Regions from separate parts of the Canis lupus genome. Here region 1 is linked to region 2. The links are chromatin contacts, called in public Hi-C maps. All regions are on one chromosome and are shown on one strand. Each heading gives the region's core, a stretch centred on a gene start, on an enhancer-like site or on the middle of the called end of the contact. The rest is flanking DNA. Distances are from core to core; before and after follow the strand shown.

What was found. Hi-C and Micro-C count contacts between places; a contact is called where the count stands out from the background.
Region 1: a Hi-C map of blood shows a contact between it and region 2, with 11 times the contacts expected there. The contact joins the promoter of STAG1 here to the promoter of MSL2 in region 2. A contact is called at or near these places in 3 of 9 Hi-C or Micro-C datasets (amygdala and blood).

The regions. Positions count from the first base shown.
Region 1 is chr23:33,698,802-33,705,412 of UU_Cfam_GSD_1.0, forward strand. It overlaps STAG1 (cohesin subunit SA-1), which reads right to left and starts at 4,116. Exons shown (of 33, transcript XM_038570965.1): 1 at 3,868-4,116. LOC100686256 (a long non-coding RNA gene) reads right to left here. Exons shown (of 5, transcript XR_005377059.1): 5 at 5,802-6,611.
Region 2 is chr23:33,185,586-33,192,719 of UU_Cfam_GSD_1.0, forward strand. MSL2 (E3 ubiquitin-protein ligase MSL2) reads right to left here and starts at 2,145. Exons shown (of 2, transcript XM_038570959.1): 1 at 1,910-2,145. The coding sequence starts at 1,928.

The DNA of each region.
Region 1 (6,611 bases), core at 2,866-5,365, 520 kb after region 2:
CTTATGTTTATTCAGCTAAAAATGACTGACCAAGCCCCTACTATACCCCCTTTCTATTAAGAAATTGTGTACGCCTCACAATTTTAACCCCTTGGTTATATTCTTTAAAGTTTGATATCCTTAACTAAAACTAATTGCCTCCTCTTGAAAATCTTTTTTCAGACTCAAACCATCCCACACACCATGACCCAACTTCTGCTACCTTTTTTGTTCCACCAATAATATCCCTCCTCTGACCCTTCCAAAGAACTATTCTTTTTCCTAAGAATTTCTTCCTCACAAACTACAGACTAATCACACCACAGCAATTGCCTGGTGTAATGAGTTTGAATCTGTCACTTAATAGGAGTGTGATCTTAAGCATTAAAATCTCTTATGAGACTCAATCTCATCTCTAAAATAGGTAAAACAATAGGTATTAAGGAATAATGATAATTACATAATCTCCTATTGCCTTCCTTATTAAAGTTTTTTATTTTTAGTTTTTACTTTTAATTCCCTCTAAACGCAATATAACATTTTTATAGAGAGAGGCACTTAAAGTGAGGTACCAGGAAATGTGGGAAAGGAAAAGGTTTAAAGACAAAAAAATATGAGTAAACTTGTCAAGTGTGTTACTGGTCTCCCTCTGTGCTCTCCTATGTTCAGATTCTAAGGAGGCAAACATAAAAATACTTCTTTCCCAATGGTAAGCAAAAATCTAAGAACTCTCAATGACCCACACCCTTTAAATTCTCCTCCCTTTGACTGTGGGGAGACCTGTCAATATAAGAAGATATCATCACTCCAGTGGTTGTTGTATGGCAAATAGATTTTGTATATGTATTTAAGGTCCCTAATCAGTGGAGTGTCCCAAAAGGAAATTATCCTGGGTGTGTCTGACCAAACTGGATGAGCTTTAAAAAGGGGTCTTAAAGGAGAATCTAGAGGTCACAAAGGAAGTCAAGGGGACTGGGACCTGCTTGTCTGAATAAAAGCAACAGTCATATATGAACTGCTTATGTAGACTGTAAGCTAGCAAAAAGCTAGCAAGAGGGACTTACAACCACAAGGGTGTTAAGTCCAATTTCCACAAGGAAATTAACTATGCCAACAAGTACTGAGTTTGGAAGAACACCCTGAACCTCAGTTAAAAACTATAGCTATAGCTGACATCCTGATGAGATAGGTGAGATGCTGTACAGAGTCTAGCTACAAAGTATCCAGATCTCTCACCTGCAGAAACCTTCAATTACTGGATGTTGTTTAAGCTCCTAAATTTGTTGTACTTTGCTATACATCAAAAGAAAATGAATACACTCCCTCACTCTAGGACTAACCAGCAAAGAAAAAAATGGGAAAAGAAAACACAACTTCAGGTACCTCCATTTTGACCTCAGTCTGTACTTTCTTATGGAATAAACTCCTCTTTCTGGCTCATCTCTTAACTCAGGCAAAACACCCTACTTACTGGCAAAGCATCCCCTGATGGGAACCGAAAACTACACCCACAAGCAATAAGGACTGCCCTGAGCCAGGAAGACCCCATGTGACTGACCCTAAGACAATGACCTGACCTTCACTGCCCACTTGCACGTACCCCACCCATCTCTGATCCACATTTCCCTTACACAAACCTAGAAGTATTTTGAGCATTTTGGGGGAGAGAGTTCTCTCAGCATTGGCCTTACTGAAATAAGCTTCTCCTTTCCTGTTTCACCACCTTTTGCCTCTGCCTTTGGATTTTTGTCAGTAGCAAGTGGCTGGACCTAGTCTGATTAGGATCCCTAGAGCCAGGTGCTCTTGAACCCCTGATCCCAGGCTACAAAAAGATTTATCTTCTTCTTCAAGGTGCATTAGATCTCCTCACAGCACTGATTATGAAGATAAACAGATACAGAATGGAAGTGTTAAAGGCTAAAACTGCATAAAATTTTTAAAGTTTTAACTATTAAAAAGTACTTTTTCGTACACATCTTGTTAAATAACTACCACATAACTTATTACCTTCATTTTAGTGATGAGAAAAAATGAGGTTCAAAGTGTGACATTCCAAAGATGACAAATCTAGGGAATGTTCAAAGTAATTTCAGTTCAGGGTTTTTGCCCCTACACCACAGCCCCCCTTAAGGCTTTAAAAGAGCCATTCAAATCAACGGTAATTGTATTACTGTCTTCAAAGGATGGAATGCCAGTAACGTAACTTCCCACATTTCACATCTATTTCAGTATCTCCTAGCTTTGTCAGAACATCAAAACCGAAGTGGATACTGAGAAATTTCCACTCAAAAGTAGTTTGGTTGTAAAAATGTCCACTGATAAACCACCTGAATAAACTTAAAACACATTTTGAAAAATATAAATAAAAAATTCAGCAAAACACCTGTAGGTTTTCCAGAACTTTATTTAGAAAGCAATTTGTGTTTCAACTGTTCACAAAAACCAAAAGTAGACAATCCTTCCGGATCCTTCAATATTCTCCCCCCCTTCTGCAATTTTAAATCTGAAATCAACACTATAAATATGAAAATACAGCACAATGTATCATACAATAAATCGTTTTTATTTTCATTGTTGTGTATTATTTCCCTAGGTATATTTACCAACAAAATTTGCCATTTTCTTAAACACACGGAAAACTAAAAGGTAGAGTCTTACTCAAACCCCACATAAATCACAAATAACAGAACTTTCCCTATGCCAATTCAAGTACTTTCACACTTTATTTTCCTAAGAAGATGAAAAATAGGGTCCTTTCGAGTCACGACCACGAGAAATAAACTATATTCATCCTCTTAACATGAACTTAACAGCAAATAATTTGCTATCGTCACATTACAAACAGTATTGTTTTGGGTCTAAGCTTCCAAAACCATCCCATGATTTATACGCCCCGGGCACGATTCTCCGCAATGTGAAGAGAATCGAAAACATTTCAAATGTGGGTAGAAAGGGTGACGTGACAATCTTAAAGACCTGAACATTTTTTAAGTCCCTACAGCACACAAGAAACACCCAGCTCGGACCCTCCAATCGAGGCCCAGGACCAACTCCAGGCACTCCGGTTTCCCAGCTCTTCACCCCGCCCCCACCCCGAGAAAGGAGGGAAAACAACTTTTATTGGCCTCTTCTCCCGGGGAATTGGCAAACTAGCGGGGCAGTGCTCCGGCCTGAACACGTTTCACGGGGAGGCCTCCGTCGGGGGCGGGGAGGGCAGATAGCGGGAAAGCCCGGCTTCGACGCCCCTTCTCCCCCAGGCTCCAGCCCCCTGCCCCACCCCGCCAAGAAGACGTCTCGGCCGGCCGCCACGCTGAGCGACCCCCAGGCCCCTCCGCTGAGGCGAGCTCGTTGTCATGTGACGACGCCGCCGCTAAAACACCGCAGAAACGCAGGGCGGCGGGCGGCGGGCGGCTTTCGCACCAGCCCGCCTCGGCCCGGCCCCGCCGGGCGCGGGCGAGTCCCGAGAGTCCGGGCGGGGAGGGGGGGCGGACGGAGGGAGGGCGGAGGGCGGGCTTGGCGGCGGGCCCGAGCGCGCCACAAAGGCTTCCGCGCCCGTCGCTGTAGTGCCCGAGCGGGCGGGGGCACAATTTTCGGGCCCGCGGGAGGGGTGGGGAGGAACGAGGGCTCAGAGGTGCCCGCCGCGCCCACAGGCGCCCCCCCCGGCCGCCCGGTCGGCCAGCGGCTGCCGCGCCCCGCACAGGCCCGCGCGGCCTCCCTCCCCCGCGCGGGGCCCGCGCCCGGCCCGCCCGCCCGCTCCTCGCTCGCGCTCCCTCGCTCTCTCGCTCTCGCCCGGCCTCCATCTTGGATCCGCGCTTCCAGCCCCCGCGCCGCTGCCGCCGCATTCCCCCTTTCCCGCCCCCCGCCGCCGTCGCCGCCGCCCGCACTCACCTCAGCTGCCCATCCGGGCGCCGCCGGCCGTCGACCTAGTTTCCCCCCAAAAGTCTCCGGTGTGTTATTCCCGATGTGGGGGGGTTGTTACGGGGTGGTCGCCGGGGGTTCGGGAGCGGGGGCCGCGCCTTCAACGGAGCTGCAATCCTAACCCGCCATCTGGTGGCATTTTCCACACGCCAATGGCGCCGCTGCAGACTTGGGTCCGGACCGCCCTCTGCTGGCCGCGACGCTTACTGCCTGGCTGACGGGACGGGCCTGCCCGGAAAGGGGAGGGAGCTGAGGCGCGAGCTGGGGGCCGCGGCGGGGACGCGCGCAAACGCTTTCCTGTGGGGATTGCACGCACGCGCACCAGCGGGGCGGGAAACGTGGCTGCTGCGTGGAGGCTCCGCCCCCGCACGGAGCGGGCGCCCCGCTCAGCCAATCGCCATCGGCGGATGCCTCTCGGTGAGGGCGTGGGGCTGGGGCTGGGGCCGCCCGAGGCTGGCGGAAGGACGGCCACGGTGGCGCCTGCGCGCCCCTCTAGCCGAGTAGCTGCCCGCCATTTTCGGAGCTTTTCCGAGACCTGGGAGGGAGACCCGCCCCCGGCGCCTTCACCGAGGCCCCTCCCCGGGTCTGGAGACTGGTGCTTCCCTGCGGCTCCGCCTGACTTCGCGCGGCTCCCTCCCCGCGTCCTGGGCGCGTTCTGCGGCAACGGGAGGGTGTAGCGGAGCCAAAGCCGCCTCCCGCCTCTCCGGGGTGTAAAGAGGGCCTCCGAGCTTAGCACTGTATTAGCTGCTCATTGTTGACTGTTGGCAAGGCGCTTTCGCGAGGGAGGGTGAAAAGGTTTTGAGAACTGTGCAGGCCCTCCCGCGCCGAGGTAAACGCTACAGTGCCTGCCCCGCGCCGATTGGCGTCGTCCCTGCCTCTGTAAAGCGGAGCCTCTCTAGTGCCGGCTTTGCATAAGGCGGCAGCATTGGCTAGTTAGTGAGGAAGGAATGCAGCTAGACCGGGAAAACACCGCCTCGGCTCTGGAATGCGATTTCTCTCCCCCACAGCGGTAAGGACGGCTTTCAGGGGCTCGGAGACGGACGGGAGAAGGTACTAACGTGAGATCGTGACCCAAACCTGCCCTTGAACGGCGCCTCTTCTACCCGCCTTTCCGTGGCTCGCCTCCTCAACTTTGCAATACCAAAAGTGAATTCTTCATCTCCCAGGTCATCAGCCCCATTTACGACTAAATTCTCTGTTGCTAGAGCCCGCTCTGTTTTAATATTGCCTTAGAAGCGCTCAATTCCTTTACAGTCTTCAGAGCCAGTCTCCAGTAAGTTACCCCTATTTCTGGTTTCTTTCCCAAAAGGTCACAAAGTGTGTGGCTGTTTGACTGGAGGAAGTCGCAACCAACCTTGTTGGGTATGAATTCGTGACTGGAGATACACATATATGTGTGTGTATACTAATATATATTAATATTAGTATATATATACACACACACACACTCATCTCTGGTTAATTTATTTTGTATTCTCTGCAAAGATTGTTGGCAGCTTTCCCTGTTATTAAAGATGCTAGTCTCAATCCATGCTTATAGATATGACTTCATTTAGTTTTCCTGGGATCAAAGCTATGAGACTACAAATTCTCCGATTTGATATTCTCTCCATCTTGAAATGTCTGTAGTCCCATGTTGTTTGTGATCTCAAAAATTCTCACCAAATAAACCTGTTCTCCCCGTCTTTCCAAAGCCAGTCCTCCTTGGACTGCCTATGCCATCCCTTCCCACCTCCTTACACCAGTACATTTGTAAGGTCTTGTATCTTCAATGTCCTTATCCACCAGCTGCTTCTGTTTTTCAACACAGTTTCCATTGTCTTTTTAAAAATTTCAGTGCTACTATTCTCTCCAGTTACTGTACTATCAACCTTCCTTTCACGGTCATTTCTGAAAAGAAGCAGTCACCGCCTTCTTTTATACTTTATTCCTTAGCCTGTATCAATCAGACTTCGTAATAGCAAAATGAAATTGCACTTTAAGATCAACAGAGTTCTAATTAACAATCATTTTCTCATTCATCATTTTCTTGACACATCCAATCCCTAAACCCTCCTTAAAGTCCTATTTCCCTTTATTTTAAGGTAATCCCTGGTATCTACAACCTGCCTGATTTACTGGTCTTATACTGTTGCTAGCTCCTACTCCTTCTTCCATCCCACAGTTCAACTCCTCTCTGTCCTTCTCTACTACATTCTTTCACTTCAAAAGTCTCCCAAAATTATGATTTCTGATTTTTCCCTCAACTAAAATTCCTCCTGTTCAGCTTACTTGCCAGGAAGCTCCAGCTTAAAATTTAAACATTTAAAATGATATTTTTAAAAATTCAAATTTCCTATTTTCTCTTTAATAGCATTGTCATCTCAGTTTAATAATTAAAAACAAGGACTCTGGAACCATACTGCTCCGGAAAGCTGTGTGGATAAATCTCTTTGTGCCTCAGTTTCCTCACTTGTTGGAATAACAATAATACCTGTCTCATAGAGTTGCTATGAGTATTAAACAAATTAACGATTATATAGAAATGCCATTGGTGTTATTGAAGTGTTGTTTTTATCTTGTTAAGAACTTTTTGACAATTTTTTTAAATATCCAAGGGCATGCATGAGTAGTCAACTTTCTGAGTTTAGAGAAATCTAAAATGTTCTTTATTTTGCTCTCTCACTTAACTCAATGGTTGAGCTGGTGTTTATAAATAATTACCTAGTCTTCTA
Region 2 (7,134 bases), core at 895-3,394:
AGTTCTGAACGTTAAGGCCGCCGTACAAAACGGTTTTAGAAGGGCTGTCTTTCTGAAACGCTGGGCAAAAGTCCTTTGACGAGTTTCAAAACTAATGACCATATGCTAATGCACAAATAACAAAAGCTTAACACAAACTACCACGCCGCCAAACCATTCCTGTGACCAATGCCTAGTTTTAAAACAAGCATTGAAAGGGAACAATAAAAAGCGTCTCACCGCAAACACAGCAAGAGAGGGACTGTCGGAAGTAAGGCAAGAGCCTGTTAATCTCTGTAAACGCCTTGGGGTCTCCGGGGTCGTAGTTGAGCACTAGGCGGCTCGCAGAAATGTAGAGAGCAGTAGCATTCACGGGGTTCATTGCAGACACCTCGACACCGTTGGCTCCCGGTTGAAAAGAAATTCCGGATCCAACTTTGTAAGCAGCCAGGGAACAATGGCGAATTTGCAACAATTCGGAGGAAATCCGAGAAGAACCACTGGCCAAAGTAGTAACCAAAATCCGTGCAAGTTTGTGGAGCTGAAGCAATCCTCCCACACATGGGGCCTTTGCGCCCCTCCTCCGTCCCTGAGACTTGCAGACAAAAAAAAAAAAAAAAAAAAAGAGAGAGAGAGAGAGAGAGAGAAAGAGAAACCAGCGTTCGAGTTTGTCCCAGGCAGCCTCGGGGCGAAGAACGCGGCGGCTTCGGCGCTCGGGCCGGGGACTCGGCGCTCAGTCTAGCCCCGCGGCTCGGCAGGCGGCCTTCGCTGCATCTCCGGACGCGGAGGCACCTCCTCAGGGCGAGCTGGGCGGGCGCGGGAGCAGGCCCCGGCCCGGTCCGAGGGGCGGGCACGCTTCTCACGGGCTGCAGGGCCCTTACTCCATCACAGCGCCCGGCGCAGAGGTAGCGGCGACGACGAGGAGGGCAGCTCGGGCGTCGGCTTCCTCAATCTAGTGCACCAAGCCGCGGCGGCGGCGAACGTTGCAGTTGCGGCTAGCGGAGGCCGCCGCCGCTCCCTCCATATCGGACGCGGGACCCGGACTGCGCCTGGCTCTCCGCCCCGGCGGTTACAAGCCCGCTGCTCCCTGAGGTGGCGAAACGGGCAGGAGAGTCCCCCACCCGATAGGGGAGGGCCGGGGAGGAAGTGCGCGGGCCGGCGGCGGCGGCGGCGGCGGCGGCGGCGGGAGGGGGCGGGGAGCAGGCCCGGCCGGGCCGCGGCGGCGCCCCTCGCTCCTCAGTCGCTCACTCCGAGGTCACCAGGCGCAAGCGCCGCCCCCTCACTGCCCGGCCATCTTCTCCGCGCCGCACACACAGAGACTTCCTCCGCCAAGCACGACGGCCGCCGCCGCCCACGGCTCCCGCCCGGCCGCAGCGGAGGCGAGCGCTCGCACGGCCAGGCCCCGCCGCCGCCCAGAGCACACAGCAAGGCCCCGTCGCAGGCCCCTCCCCCCCGTGCCTCGCCGCCCTCACCCGGACTCCACGCGCCTCTCTAACTCGGTAGGGCCCGGGCTGCTGCGGCCTTAACGAATCCCGCGGACTGTCCGGCGCCTCAGGCCCTGCCGGCGACGACGACCGTTACCCCAACGGGCAAAGCCACTGTCATCGCCGAGCCTCCCCCGCCGCCGTCGTCGCTAGCGCCCGCACGCATGCGCAGAGCACACTCTCACCCCTCCCCCCGCCCTTTCCTTTCCCTTCGCTTCCCTTTTCCCCTGCTTCTCCTCTAAGAGCCCCCTCCACGCCCTCCCGGAGCTACCGGCTCGCTCCGCGCATGCGCATTCCACGATCCAGCTCCGCCGCCTTTCGCCCTTACGCGTGCGCCTTGACCGCCCACCCAGAAAACCGGATAAACACAGCAGCCCGCTCACGCCGGCCCCTCCCTGCTGCCTACCCTCCCTGGCCTCACTGCGCATGCCTGGCCCTCCACTTACGGCTCTTAGAACAGAGCATGCTCCCTGCAAGCTGCCTGTTCTCTCTGCCCCTCCCCCATGCGCTCTCGAATTGCCTCCTAGGCGTGTGGGCTGTGGTGAAACGTTCGTTAGTTGACCCATCCTTCCACGCCGTGGGCTTTAAGCCGCTCGCACTACACGGCTTCCTCGGTCCCCGCCCACGCTGAGGCCCGGCGGGGTCGCGCCATGTGGCGCTCCGCCCTGGCGGCCTCTCCTCGCCCCGACTGACCGCTGCGGGAGGAGATAGCCCCGCACTGCCGCAAGCCCCGCCCTCGCGGCCTTTCTCCTGGAACGGAGCTCTCCAAGCACGGGAAGGGCGCTGCCGCGGCCTGCTCGCACTCGCGGAGCCCGGAAGGCCGGCTGCGGTCGGCGTGGCCGCGCGCCCGGCCCGCGTGCGGGCGACGTTCGCTCGGTTAGGGTCGCGGCCGGCGCCGGCGGCAGCCTGGGCTCCCTGAGGCCCCGGCCGGCCGTCGGGAGGCGCTGGGGCCCCGACCCGCCTCCCCCGTCCGGCCCATCACAGCCGGGCTCTTCCGCGGCCTTCCGGGGCCGCCGACCGGGACCTCGCCTACCTCGTGCTTGGAGCACTGGCCCAATTTTTTAACAAGCATTTCGCCTCCTGTGTTTGCAGGAGACCATGGGAAAGTGAGATGTAAATGGACAAAAGCCTCACTTAACGTATGATTTCCCCTTGTCTCTGAAAGTACAGAACTTTTTTGAGTAGCACAAATAGAAACAGCATTAGGAACCATCTTTGTCTCTGAATACACCAAAGCTCTTCAGCATCGTGTTGTTTTTGTTTTTGTTTTTTTTCTCGAAATAAATGATCTACACATGTTTGCAAAATGAAATTTATGACACGTATATCTTTTGGGGCACAAATACAGTTGGTTTTAGGGACTTAGACAACAAGGGAACCCAGTAACTTCTGATATATAATTTCTAGTGCCATTTGATGACAGGTTTATTTTCTTTACAAGGGCTATTATCAGCACTTAGGTATTAAGCAATAAGAATCCAACTTCCTAATTTTTTCAGACAGCAAAGCAGAAATTAGAGAAAGCTGTGCAAAGTATTTCGCCCTCTTGTATCTGGAAAATGACACGTATTCTCAAATTATAGAACCCCCATCTTCCTTAGGTCGTTTGTTCGATAAGTGATATTTCTTGAGCTCACCTTCAAATAAAAGTTATATTATACAGTTCTGTTTTTATTCCAGACTCTTAAGTTCTCCTTCCACAAACCACAGGTTTTTTTCCTCCAGGAAAGCAACAAACACAGAAGAGTAAAATAATCTGTTTTCCATTCAGGCAACATAAATTAGCAGTCACCCTAGGCAAGTGATTACTTTCAGGGCCTTAACCTTGCTGATTTTCTCATAACCGGATTTTTTCTTAATCACTTGAGATGTGTACAACCTAAATCAAGACTAATTTTATTGATGGTCTGTGTGAGAGAAAGAGACTTAAACCAGTTTTTTTTTAGCCTCAGAAATTGCTTGCAACTGATAAGTTTATGGCATTTAGAAGCAAAGCATCTCCACATTGAAGTATATTGACTGTAATAACTATTTGGTTGCTGGAGGCTTGCCTCAAAAGAAATGAACTGTTTATGGAAAATAAAGTGCTTAGATCAAATATTGAGGAGAAATATATAACTCAAATCTCAAGCTATCAACTTTATGCAATTTTTTCATAATTTATGTTCAATTATTATTTGGAAGTAAAAGGGTTAGGGTTGTCAGATCTAACAAAAATACAAGATGCCAGTTAAAAATTTTTAATGAGCTTTTTATTTGAGAACAGTTTTGAATTCTTGGAATTATTGCACAAATAGTACAGATAGTCTTATATTTTCCATTTCCCCTATTATTAACATCTTACATTACTGTAGTAGGTTTGTTACAATTAATTAACCAATAGTAATACAATATTATTAAGTAAAATCCATGTTTTATTTAGATTTCTTCATTTTTTCCCTAACGTCCCTTTACTGATCCAGGATCCCATCCAGGAGATCACATTACATTTAGTCATGTCTCCTCAGGCTCCTCTCAGTGCCCAGTTAAATTTTCATTTCAGACAAACAACAAACACTTGTTTCCTCTTTATTGTCTATATTTCCTTCCCATTTTGAGTTAAAGCTCCCCTTTTCTGTCTTCCCAGATTGGCAACTGCTTGCTTCTTTCATTGCACTTATGAAACTACGTGGCAGTTGTTGATGTAGCCCTGCCTTCTCCCTGTCACGCTACAACTGCTAGAAGGTCAGAGTTTCTCCCTCTTTGACTTTTATCACCATTGTCTAGCATAAGGCTTGACATATAATGAGTAGTTAGTAATTATTAAAACAACGATGAATTGTTAGAAATGCAATAATATAAGAAAAATCCCCAGTACAGTGTATGGTACAAAAACAAGCATGGACAAGGGTTTGTTTTTCCTTAGGGAGAGACACAAAATGTCTTAAAATTTTAAAGACAGTTCTTAGCTTGATCAATGTCAATTCTAAGATCCTTAATAAAACTGTATGGATTGATTTTTAAACCCTCAGAATAATCTATCAACAAGTATTTGTTGATTATACTCAAGCACTTTGGGAAAAATGAAGAAAATGCGTAAGTAGTTGTTGTAGTTATACTTTCAGAGAACAAAGATCAGACTGGCAGTAAGTGAGAGGGACTTTCTGAGTGGTTAGGCCCTTTATAAAATTATGAAATAATTGTTCGCCTCCCTTTCCTCACCTCTTTCACCATTCTTTCTCTGCTCCCCCGACCCCCCCACTTTTTCTTTCTCCACCAAAAACTATCCAGAGGTAATGTTCCCTCTCCCAACTTCCCAGGTTACATTCTCCCTGACAGCCTAGATCTCCATTCCACTGCCTTCAACGTTATTCTCATCTGTTACATACAGACTGAATGTTTGTGCCCTCACCTGCTCCCCAAATTCATGGACTGAAATCCCAACCCCTACATGATGGTATCAGAAGGTAAAGCCTTTGGGAGATAATTAGGTCATGAGAATAGAGCCCTCATTAATGGGATTAGTGCCCTTACAAAAGAGACTCCAGAGAGCTCCCTCACTCTCTCTGCTATGTGAGGATACAATGGGAAATCAGCCTCATCTTCAACCCAAAAGAGAACCCTCACCAAGTGACCATGCTGGCACCCTGATCTCACATTTCTAACATCCAGAAATAATTGTTAGCTGTTTAAGCCACCCAGTTTATAGTATTGTGTTACAGCAGACTAAGCTAAAACACCATCCCTACCAAATTTTAACAAGCGTTTACTGTCACTGTGGAAAGAAGTCAATCTGATTAACCTTTATCTATGGGAGAGTGATAATAATTTAATCTAAAGCAACAACAAATCAGAGACTGGCCAGAGCAAATGTGTTTTTACTGGGAGCAATAAACCAGGTGAAATTAAACAGGGCCTAATCCAAACCAATTCCCATTCTTCCCTGACTGCTGCTCCCTGTTACCAAAACTTATCTTCCATTTTCTGCTCCTTAGCTGTGGTCATACCTCTCCCTTCTTAGAGCCCCTCAGAAGCGCTTCTCTTTGCATACCAATCCCTGATGATATTTTTTTGGTTACTTTTTTTAAATCAGTAGATCTATCCAATGGTATCATCCAAAAACATTAATTTAGTAAATGTAGCACCCATTTATTTTATATCTCAAATATTAAATTGCCTTCAGCTTCTTTATCCCTACCTCTAGCCTAAACAAAGCAGTTTGCTTTATTGATCATCTGTCTAGTACAGTGCCAGACACATACTAAGGTACTCACTAAATGTTACTGTTTTTATTCCCTAACACACTTTCAACTCTATTCAAATGCCTATTAAATTTGTTCATTCATTTATGCAACCAACATTTATTGTCAGTTATATGCTAGGCATTCAGAATACAAAAATGAATAATTCAACAGTTTCCAGCCCTCAAAGAGTTCACAGTCTAGTTGAAATGGCAGCTATGTACATAGCTAATTTATAATTCAGAGTGGTAAGGATTTAAGGGATGCACTCGATGTAAATCCAAAATGTCTTAGCGGATATTTCTGCAACATTATGGGTTAAACAAGCTTGTGTGGACTTTCCTGGGAAAATAACTGCAATTATTCATAGCATTGTGTCTAAGGGAAAATGTGTTCTGCATTCCAAACAGTCAATTTAAAATTGAATTTTTGGAACACAGCCCATTCGTCCCTGGGGGCTGTCTATTTCTCCATTATCTAAGATCCCTATCTGTCTTAGGACAATGTATATCTTTTTACAACTCCCACCTGTTCCATATGGCCTGTGGTGCTAACTGAGGGTTGCTAGTCACCAACTTACTTTCCAGGGCTCAGTGCTACACAACTGAGATAGTCCTCCAGTCAAGCAGGTTGAGTCAAGCAGGTAGGACTAAAGGAACCTCAATCCTGAATTTGTTCAACACTTTACTATTACTTTACTTTATTTTACTGGTAGAAAAAGGAAAAGTCCTTCAAGTGAGTGGTGAGACATTGCAGGAATAATATCAAAAAGGGATTGCAGAGGGAAAAAAAGGGATTGCAGGAACAATGTCAAAAGGGGTAGAATAGGACCCCTAAAAATATCTAAATGTACACTCCTGGACAATAAAGATTTTTAAAATGATCTTTATGACTCACAGGCAATCTAGAGACTAGGAATGAAGATTTCTAATGTGATGTTGAGAAAACTAGACTTTATGAGGCAATTATCTTTCTTGTTATTCTTGAACTTTGGGAGGTAGCATGGGGTAGTGGAATGAGCATGAACAAAGCTTTATTCCAATATATACTGTGTAGATTTGGGAAAAAAACATTCATGTTCTCTGAGCTTTAGTTTTCTCATTTATAAAATGGAGATAATAATACTTTCCTTGAAGAATTACCCCGGGGAATCATATCTTCATCAAATGTGCTTCTAAAAGAGGCATTATGGGTATACAGGTGAAAAAGACAGCTCAGTTCCAGTCTACAGGTTAAGTCAGAAATGAATATACAGTTACAATGCAACGAGACAGTATTTCAATATGGTCCTATATAAACATGAGAAGGGACACCTAATCAGACATGGAAGCCCAGGAGAATATGAAGGAAGAGATATATACAATGGGACCTGAAGGACCAATGGGAGAAACAGAAGAAGGTTAGGAAGAGTTTCTAAACAAAAGGAAGAGCATATAAAAAGGCCTAGAGGA